Linked DNA regions of Zea mays: region 2 is linked to region 1. Evidence: chromatin contacts called from public Hi-C data. All regions are on one chromosome and are shown on one strand. Each heading gives the region's core, a stretch centred on a gene start, on an enhancer-like site or on the middle of the called end of the contact. The rest is flanking DNA. Distances are from core to core; before and after follow the strand shown. Region 1 holds the start of LOC100280767 (malate dehydrogenase, cytoplasmic). Region 2 holds the start of LOC100217086 (putative protein of unknown function (DUF640) domain family protein).

Region 1 (5,140 bases), core at 1,894-4,393:
ATAATTTCTGTAAACATTATTATTAATATATTTCTATTTGTATTACTTGTATAGACAAAGATAAATTACAAATGTACCTTCGGCTTGAAGGAAAGAAAATACAGGCGTGGCGCAAAAGTGAATGCCAAGTCAGCGTGAACAGTACGAGAATACTGTTCACCTATTTATAGGCACGGGTCGCAGCCCATGCAAGATTACATTAATGCCCTTTACATTTATCAATAATTCTATAGTAATTCTTCGAGGTCTAATCTGGCTTTTCATCTTTAAGTCGGTTTCCCTTTCCGCCGTTATGCCGAAGCTCTTCTACGCATAGCTTCGTGATCGTCTTATCCTTCGTCGTGATTGCCGGCTCAGTTAAGCTTCGCCTTAACCATGCTTTTGTATACTCGCAACTTGACTTCGAAGGTACCTGGTCACATATTTCTTTTGGAGAACATAGTCAATTACGTTTTTGAGGACCTTCGGAAGCCGAAGGCCCCCAACAATGCTCACTAAACATGGCCGTGAACTTGCCATCCACATGTTTAAAAATTGTATAAAACACAAACAAAGTCAGAAAATCCTGAAACTTGTCCACGTGTCATGATATCATATGTATAGGCTGCGATAAAAATTTTAGAATGTTTGGAGAAAGTTGTGAGACACTATGTGTAGAAACCTAAGAGAACTACACATGAAATCATAGAGTTTCAATGTGGATCTCTTAGGTTTGTACACATAGTGTCTCACAAATTTCTCCAAACATTCTAAAATTTTTATCGCAGCCTGTACATATGATATCATGACACGTGGACAAGTTTCAGGATTTTCTGACTTTGTTTGTGTTTTATGCAATTTTTAGACATGTGGATGGCAAGTTCACGACCATGTTTAGTGAGCATGTTGCTCGAAGTTTCCGGTCCGCTCCTGGAATCGGTCGTAACTTATGCTAAGTAACATGAATATCATTTTTGCATGCACGGTTTTCCAAGTTTCGAGTGACCTGCAGTTCAAATCTAAATTTTTCGAAGAAATTTAAATAAACGAACTAAATCTACTAACGATTGAAAACTCTGTTAAAATTGTCCACAAATGATACATGTAGGTCTACATAGTGTAGGAACATACCACAAAAATTTTGGGAGACAAAATAAAAAAATACTTTGCCGAGTGTCTAGCGATGACACTCGGCAAAGCCTCCTGGCACTCGGCAAAGAAGCCTCTTTGCCGAGTGCCAGCCGTTGGCTCTCGGCAAAGACTGACGGCCGTCAGCTTTGGGACGGCCGCTGACGGCCCTTTGCCGAGAGCCCCCTTTGCCGAGTGTTTGACACTCGACAAACTTGTCTTTGCCGAGTGTCGTCCTGTGCCGAGTGTTCAGCACTCGGTAAAGTGGCACTCGGCAAAGCCTTCTTTGCCGAGTGCCCGACAAAAGACACTCGGCAAAGAATACAACACTCGACAAAGCCTGCGATTCCGGTAGTATTAGATGGGTCATGTTTGGGCTAGCACGATATGGAGTGGGGCACGAATTAGAAAAGTAATGTTTAAATGATTATTTCATGCTTCAATAATTTTTACCTCTTCACAAAAGTTATAGAAAATATTGATTTCTCTTTCTCATATAATTTTTAATGTATAACAAAGTTAGAAATAATTTGAAGATAGCCTACTTTTGTTAATTGGACACGACACTCCTGAGCCCGAATTTTTTTGTGACGTGCTGGTCCAAAAAAAATTGGCCTGAAGTATGATGGGTTTGGGCCGTGCCGACCCAACATTGTCTCAACTTTTAGCTCTAGTTTTACGTTGTGCGTCACGTGTGAAGTGCGTATGTCTTTTCTCTTCCCCGCTTCACGTCTATAAATGGACCGTTACACTGCATATGGGCTGTGAGAAATCATCCAATCCTAGCACGACAGGAAGCCATATGTAGCGTATAGTAACACTTCGCTAGCTGAAGAAGGACGTACGACCGAGCAAGTTATAAAAAAAGGTCGAGCTATTTTTCAACTCATACATTTATCAGCATTTGAACTAAGATAAAGTGTAATATTTATTCTTATATTTGATACGTGGATCATATGTATCAAATATGATTGTGTGCTATTATTGTACTAGTATATATATAATCTGAGAATCCAACTAATTTTATTTTCTAATTAAATTTATATAAATTAGTATTAATATTTTTATTTTTAAATATATTTAATATGAAAATATATGATAAGATAAATCTGATGGTATTATTAAAATATCGTAATTATTAATGTTTTATGATTATATTTGATTAAAATTTAGATTATTTGACTTTTGGAAATAAAGATCACCGTCGAAGCTAGGGCTGGACGAAAAACTCGTAGCTCGTTAACTCGCTCGACTCGACTCAATAATGACTCGACTCGTTTATAATTTGTAACGAGTTGAGTTTGTATTTAAACTCGTTACGATAACGAGCCAGCTCGAGCTGGCTCGCGAGCTGACTTGTGAGCCAAACGAGTTGGAGTAATTAGTCAAATTACAATAATCTCGGATCCAAAATAGTTAATCTTATACTCTACTATAGTTAATCTTGTTCTTTGTTGAGTGTGGAATCTTAAGTTGCAAACTCTATTCTTTTTTCTAAATAGATCTCCTTCTTTTCTTTTGCTACATATTTTTATATTCGTTCGTAGACACTAGACATGATATTATCAAGCTGGCTCGCGAGCTACACGAGCCAGCTCGAGTTGGCAAACGAGTCGAGCTGAGTTGGATCTTCAGCTTGTTAACATAACGAGTCGAGCCGAGCCAGCTCGTTATCTTAACGAGTCAACTCAAGTCGAGCCAAGCCGAGCCGAGTCAGCTCGATATCCACTCCTATTCGAAGCCATGGGCGGTGGGCCGGTGGCCAGCGCCACAGGCCACAGGGTCAAGTCGACAAGTCGTCACTGTTCGCAAGCCTCTTGCCTAGGCAGTAGGCACACCGCACACAGCAGCTGAGCAGCAAGTATCAGGCACAGAGCCCACATTGCAACACTGATGTCTGGACCCCGTAAGTATCAGGCCCATTGTCAGTGACTATGAACAGTTGCTCTCGTTGTGGGGCGAGTGACAGTGGACTCCCCTGGCTCCCCGTCACAGCGGCGTCGTTAAATAGCGGCCACCCATTGTCGCATGTCGCATCCCATCTGCTATCCTTGGTTGCCGCTTCCTCCAAAGCCACTCCAAACCCCCGCTTCCAGAACCTTCTCGAAACTCTCCGCCTCCTCCTCTACTCGCTCCGATGGCGAAGGAACCGATGCGCGTGCTCGTCACTGGCGCCGCAGGTACGTTGCTGAATCCTCCCCCTTCCCGATCCGCGTAGTACTCGGTGTCTTTTGGTCCGTCTCGGATCTGGCCTAGTCGGCCCTAGTCCGATCCGATTCTGTGGGCTTTAGTGTGCTTAGCTCGCTAGATCTTGTTTTTTTTTCGTTTGATCTGATGGTGTTTAGGGCGTTAGGGTTGATTTAGATTTGACCAGTCGAAGAGCTGACTGTCGCTGTCACTGTCCTTGTTCAGCTGGTGAAGTTGAACCGATCTGCGATGCTAGCTAATCTGATCAGTGGTTGGGATTGATGGTAGCCACTTGATTCTCGTGGTATCCCCTTGATCCGGTTAACTCGTTAGCTTCGCTTAATGAATGGCTTACTCTTTAGATAGTTGATTTCGCCGCTGTGGTTTCTAGTTGAACTTTACGGGTTCTATTATGGAAGGTTTCGGGATAGCACCATGTTCTGATCTGGTTTAGGGGTTTTGGAGTCAGTGGTTACACCAAAGAGTGAATTTGATACATTTAATCTTATTAGAATATCTTGTGGGATTTAAGTTACAGATCTTGTTACTCCATGGATTTTACATGTGAAAACTTGCATGAATTCTGTCTACTTGATCATTGCCTGAATGATGTAACATTTTAGCTGTTTAGATAGATGTCTTAATAATCATGCAATGTAATTAGTGGAACTTCCTCAAACATTAATGACAGTGGTGTAGGCATCCATGGGGCAGGGGTCCAGGCCCCAGTTGTTTGGGGCTCTCAATGTGCCTCAATCAAAAGTTGGTCACGCCAAATTATAGGGCTGTCTTGACTTGTTCACTCTTTTGTAGCATGTCATCTGAGTTCTTGCACTTCTGTTATCATAACAACAGGGTTTGTCGGATTGGTATGGATTAGCCAAATTTTAGTTAGATATTCTGCTTATCTGTTTATTCTAGCTTATGCCTAGGATTCATTTATAAAATTGCACAGCATGCGTGACACTTGTCTGTTATGGAACTATTTTGACAAGCATCTACTGCGATACAACAATTAAGTCAGCTGCTTGTGTCATATTTCAGTATTTCATGGTATTAGAGCTGGTGTACAATGCATATTTAGGGCGTGTTTGGAATGGCTCCAGAGCAAAACTCCAAGGAGGAGCTGGGCAGGGCATACCAAACACACTAACTCCAGAGTTGTAAACTCTATGGAGTTTTTGGAGCTGCAGTACAATTTTTTGGAGTATCTCTTTTGCTGTTCCGAAAGCTCCAAAAAAGCAACCTAGTCATGGAGTTTGGAGTTATTTACCCGCCACTGCCACCGGTTATGAGAAACAATATAAACTCTGTAGCAGAGCTGCTCCAGCTAGAGTTTTAGAGTAGAGCTGCTCTGAGGTGGAGTAGAGTCATGCCAAACATGCCCTTACTTTCAGTTCCATTTTAGTATATGCTTGTACCAAGCTCGAATGGAAAGGCAGGCCTGGTGCAGTGGTGAGAGCTGTCTCATCGAGTCGACAGTCGGGGGTTTGAAGTAGTCTCTCCACATTTGTGGTGGAAGGGTTGCCTTGGTTTATCCCTTCCCTAGCCCCTCTGCCCTTCTTGTTGTTATAGCGACCTTCTTCCCTCAACAGCTCTGATACCATGTTGGATAATATTTGTGGCATTCAATAATTGTCTGTTTTGTTTTAAAGATGTATCAGCAATAATGGTGTGTCCATGTAGCATACTGGAATGAGGAGCTAGAATTTGTTCTAGCTTTGAGGTTTGCGACATGCTATGATAGGATAGGGTGTTGTTGCATTCTGCTTTGCATGGACATGTACAATGGCGGATTCAGGAATGGATCAAAGGAGGGTCTACTAGCAATTGCATGGACATGTAC
Region 2 (5,140 bases), core at 1,844-4,343, 290 kb before region 1:
CAAGTCATCTAGCTCTCTAAATTAACTCCATGCCAAACTTAGCTAGCCACTCAAGCTAGCTAAACTGACTTGCAAACTACGGGATGATGTATAAGACCCACATGTCTGTGTATGAAGAATGTAGCGGTTGGGATTTGGAGAACGAGAAATTGAGAGATTGTTGAAATAAGAAGCCATATATATATATATATATATATATATATATATATATATATATATATATATATATATATATATATATATATATATATATATATATATATATATATATATATATATATATATATATATATATATATATATAATCTTTAAGAGATAAATAGAGAATCATATAGAGAGTAAAAATGGAGTCTCTTGGAGATGCTAATAACTGAACTATTAGCTAGACTATTGTACTTTAGCTAATTTTAACATCTAACTATTAGCTCTAATTAATGCATTCAAACCACCCCTAAGAAAGCTAAAAACCTGTTTGAGAAAAGTGCAATATATACCTCTCGTTTTTATCTGTCTTCAAACAACTATAAAAGAATCATTTCATGTATTTCGAAAAAAGTAGAAAACCTAAAACCAAACTTTTCAAAATATAGTAGGAAAACAGTTGTCTCTGAATAATTAGCCTTCAAAAACAGATATTTTTTTGTTAGTCTTTTGGCGGGCAAGCAAAATAAAGCAGCGCCAAAAAACCTAACCAAACATAGCTACAGTATATATTGCACAAAGTATAAATATATGGCAGAAAAGAATGGATCAAAAGCATGCAGCGACCACAAAAAAATGCAACCAGGCAGAAAAGTAGACTACACAATCAGCTCAGTAAATGCAAATAAGAGTGCGTGCTGCTATAAGCTGAAGGTCCTGTTTGAGAACTTGCACAGATTCCTCAGAAGGCAACTAGCTATCCCGTTCTTATTTTATGAAACAATCTTGCAGAACACCGTCAAATTCTTCTCGGGGTTTCAAACAGGCGACAAACTAGAAGCACTACGGCAAACAGCGTATGAATAGCATCAACCAACTGCTGATCTCATTATTATCCTCAAATAATAAATAGCAACTGAACAAGCAGGAATCATCGTTCATGATCGAACACAAATAGTACTGGCCGGCGGCATAAATCTGCTCCACACCATTTCTGTCCACATTCCAATCGGCCGCGCGGGCGCATCTCCTTTAAGATGACCAGACAAGCCTAGACACTTATGGAATCGTCAGAGAGACATGAACTACCATAAGAACTACCATAAAAAGAAATGAAAAAGATCCCCAAAAGAGTGTAGCAGCAGGCAGAAGGCAGCAATCGCAGCCAGCATGCAGTAGGCTAGCACAGACGCAACACGACACGCCATCGCCATCGCCATCGCCCACACGGCCCTTCGAACCAACCCACTCATCCATCCCTGACCCGCAGCAACAGTACGTTGATTCCCCGCGAGGACGACAGAAACTGACATGACTCCCCGCATCACACAGACAGACCCGGCCCCCAAGAACAAGATGACTAGCTTCCCGCAGATATCTCACCTCACACTGGATGCAAAGAATCTAAACCCAAAGTCAAAGAGCACGCAGCTGGAAGATCAGCAGCAAGCTAACAAGCGAATTAAAATCTCAAGCCAATTTGATCAAAGGAGCAAAAGCTGCTAGGAAGCACATCAAGAGTTCACAGCTGCAGCTGGAGGCATCACCAGTAGCAGCAAATAGTAGAGTGTCACCAATTAAGCTGGGAAACGATCAGATCGAGAACTGACCTAATCAAGAGACAGTAGTAGTTCCAGTAGCAATACCAGCAGCAAAAGCATATTTGAAAGAGCAACGGGAGTAATTTGTAGCAGCAGCAGCAGTTGTACTAGCAGTAGTGGCAGCTAAACTATAGCCACAGATCGATAGTAGAAAGGAGCCAAGAACTAGATAGAGGCAATAGATATATAGTAGTCGATCACAGGAGCTTCAGCTAGCTATAGAGAGGCACCGACCAAGAAGATGATCGGCTAATAGTAGTGCATGTGGTAGTAGCATACATGGGGCCGCGCCGGGACCGGGAGCTCCGGCCGGCCGGCCGGCTGGCCAGTCAAGCCGCGGCGCCGGGCGGCGGCGGCGGCGGCATCTGGTGCTCGTAGTGGTGCCCGTTGCCGTCGTGGGAGGAGGAGATGACGGCGGCAGGGACGGGGTGCGCCGGGGCCTTCTTGCGCTTCTTCTTCTCGTAGCTGACGCCCCGGGCGCGGGACTGATGGTCGCGGACCTCGCGAAGGTAGAGCCTGACGGCGCGCGCGCCGAAGGGGTTGTTCTCGGGCCGCCCGCCGTTCTCCTCGTAGGCGGCGCGCAGCCTGCCCACGAGCGCGTCCAGGCTGCCCCACGCCTGGCGGAGCGGGCACGGGCAGGGCGCCGGCGGCGCCGGGTGGCCGAAGAAGGGGCAGGCCGGGGTGTGCACCTTGGTCTTGCCGAACTGGTCGAGGTAGCGCAGGAACTCCAGCACGTGCGCGCCGCTGCAGCGCGCCAGGGACAGCGGCGGCCGGTGGTTCCGCAGGTACTGCCCGAACGTGTTCCAGTCCCGCCGCTTCTGCGACTCGTACCGGCTCGGCGACGCCAGCGCCGACGCCGCGCCCGCGGATGACGCCCCCGGCGACAGCGCCCCGGACGCCGAGCCGCCGCCGCCGCCGCTGTTGTCGGAGTGCGGGCTGTCCGGGTGCGGCACCAGGTCCATCTGACAAGCAAGCTAAGTAAGCAACCAAACAACCTATCAGCAAGAAGGAGATGAGATGAGATCTATCTATTTTGGAGTCGGTGCCCGCGCGCGCGAGCCGTGGTCCTGTGAGAGAGAAGAGAGCGCCGCACGCGGGGGCGGGGGCCGGGGCGCTATAAATAGTGTTCGCGACCACCACTACTACTGGACAGCACTTGCCTCGCTTCACTTCACTTCACTTCTCGGTCGAGAGGCGAGAGCTAGCTAGCCTCCGGCCGGCCGGACAGCCAGCATGCGGCACCAGGCTCGCCGCCTCCAAGATCGCCGGAAAGATCCCTTGCTCACTCACGGCAACAGCATGCCTCGGCGCCGAGGTCGGGGGGGGAAGAGAGGAGGGGGGAGGGGAGCGGATGCAAGGGAGGGGGTGAGTACTAATTGGCGGCGAGACTGGAAGAGGGGAGGGACTGTGGCACACTGCAGGACTGCAAGTGAATGGGTGAGAGGGAGGAGACAGTATGCAGTGAAAGGTGATGTGACGGGAGAAAAAGAAAGGTTTTTAGCGATGATAGGGGCGGTGACAAGTGAAATATCATCGGTACGGAATGGGCTTTTAAAATCTACCCCTCCACTCGACTCCACCACGGGCGCGCGGTGCGGCGGCCGGGGGTGGACATGGGACTTGAAGGAACGAACGAACGCGTGTGGCGGATGCCGCCGACGCCGGAGGGGGAACGGCGAAGCTGCTGGCCGGTGTTGGTAGTGGTTCTTGTGACTTGTGAGTGCCGCCGAGACTGGGAATGTCGGTGTAGAATGCTGGGTGCTCTGCAGCTTAGCTCAACATTGACCGAAATCGCGTCGTTTTACGGAGAACGACTATCTGGGCTTACGCGACATCTCCTGGTGCAAATGTTTGTCGTTTTGTGCCCCCGTGTGCCTTTTACTTTTTTATTTACTAACGTCCACCCCTAAAAATAAATTGGTTGCCACCCTCCACCTTTTTCAAAAAAAACAATTTTAAATTTAGAACAAATCTTGTTTTAAAATTGACCAAATTTATACTTAATCTATTCTGAATTATAAATCACTTTAGATATAAAAAAACCTATAAAGCTAAAACGACTCACAATACAACTTAGAATAGAGGGAAAATATAAGATAATATTTTAGTTTATGTCTCATATATTTTTTATTATAAATATATATTTCACAATCGATCTAATACTAGTATTCATTGATTGTTACAATAATCTTATGTAGATTTGAGAAACTACGAGTTTTTTTACTTTTTAAAATTGAGGTTTTTGACTAGCAACATTTCTCTGAAACATAATCCTACGGATTTGTAAGCTTGTTCTCTTATAATTTGTATCGCCCGTCTAAATTATATAGCTAGGGTTGGATATCAAGCTAGTTCATAAGTTTAGCTTGGTTCGTTTGCGAGCTTGAGGTCACTCATTTAGCTCACGGGTCATATAAAAACAATATGCATATACATAACATAATCAATTGCTTGTTAATTCTAAACCAATTCCACAACAACAAAAATAGTAATTTTTCTCACAATTTTCATCACTTATCAATTCATCGCAAATTTACACACATATTCGTCAGCTTAATCTACAGGAACAAATGCATATACCAATTTAACATATAGAAACAATTCATGAATCATTAGTAATTTAACCCACATCTTAGGCATCATATATACATGTACACATTTCACCACCAATTCATGTGTAAATGATATATATATAGTTTCATTTTGCTAAAATGTGATAGCTCGTTTGAGCTCGCGAGGTGGTTCGAGCTCTCATGTTGGCTCGTTAACAAACCAAGATAGAATGTAAGCTCAGCTCGTGAAATTTTTTGATCTGATCCGAGAAGAGCCAACCACGAACCGAGCGAGCCGACGAGTATTTCGTCTAGCCACTACCGGAATCCGGCTCTTTGCCGAAAGCTCCTCGCTTTGCTGAGTGTAATTTATCGGGCACTCGGTAAGCCGAGTGCTACTCTCGGTGAAATAAGATACTCAACACATACCTAATTTGCCGAGGATAAAACACTCGGCATAGAAAGACACTCGGCGAAATACGACCCTCGGTAAAGGACTGTTAGTAGCCGTCAGTAGTTGACGGCCATTAACTTCACCGAGTGTCATGCATCGACACTCGGCAAACTATCTTTTTTGTCGAGTGTCACCTGGAAAACACTCGACAAACCTATATTTTGCCGAGTGTCTTTCCTTGACACTCGGCGAAGTATATTTTATTTTTTTCTTTTTTCCACCAAACTTTTTATGGTGTTTTCCTACAGTATGTAGACCTACATGCTAAATTTTGGCACAATTATCAAAGTGGTTGCTATAACAATTAGATTTAGTTCGTTTAATTGAATTTCTTCGGATAATTCAGATTTGAACTGCAGGTCACTCGAAAAATAGAAAACTGTAAATGCAAA

Evidence for each region. Hi-C and Micro-C count contacts between places; a contact is called where the count stands out from the background.
Region 2: a Hi-C map of tassel shows a contact between it and region 1, with 3 times the contacts expected there. The contact joins the promoter of LOC100217086 here to the promoter of LOC100280767 in region 1. A contact is called at or near these places in 3 of 25 Hi-C or Micro-C datasets (ear, leaf and tassel).

The regions. Positions count from the first base shown.
Region 1 is chr5:29,754,545-29,759,684 of Zm-B73-REFERENCE-NAM-5.0, reverse strand. LOC100280767 (malate dehydrogenase, cytoplasmic) reads left to right here and starts at 3,143. Exons shown (of 7, transcript NM_001398308.1): 1 at 3,143-3,287. The coding sequence starts at 3,245.
Region 2 is chr5:30,044,316-30,049,455 of Zm-B73-REFERENCE-NAM-5.0, reverse strand. LOC100217086 (putative protein of unknown function (DUF640) domain family protein) reads right to left here and starts at 3,093. Exons shown (of 2, transcript NM_001143455.1): 1 at 2,903-3,093; 2 at 1,606-2,716. The coding sequence starts at 2,704. The coding sequence ends at 2,072.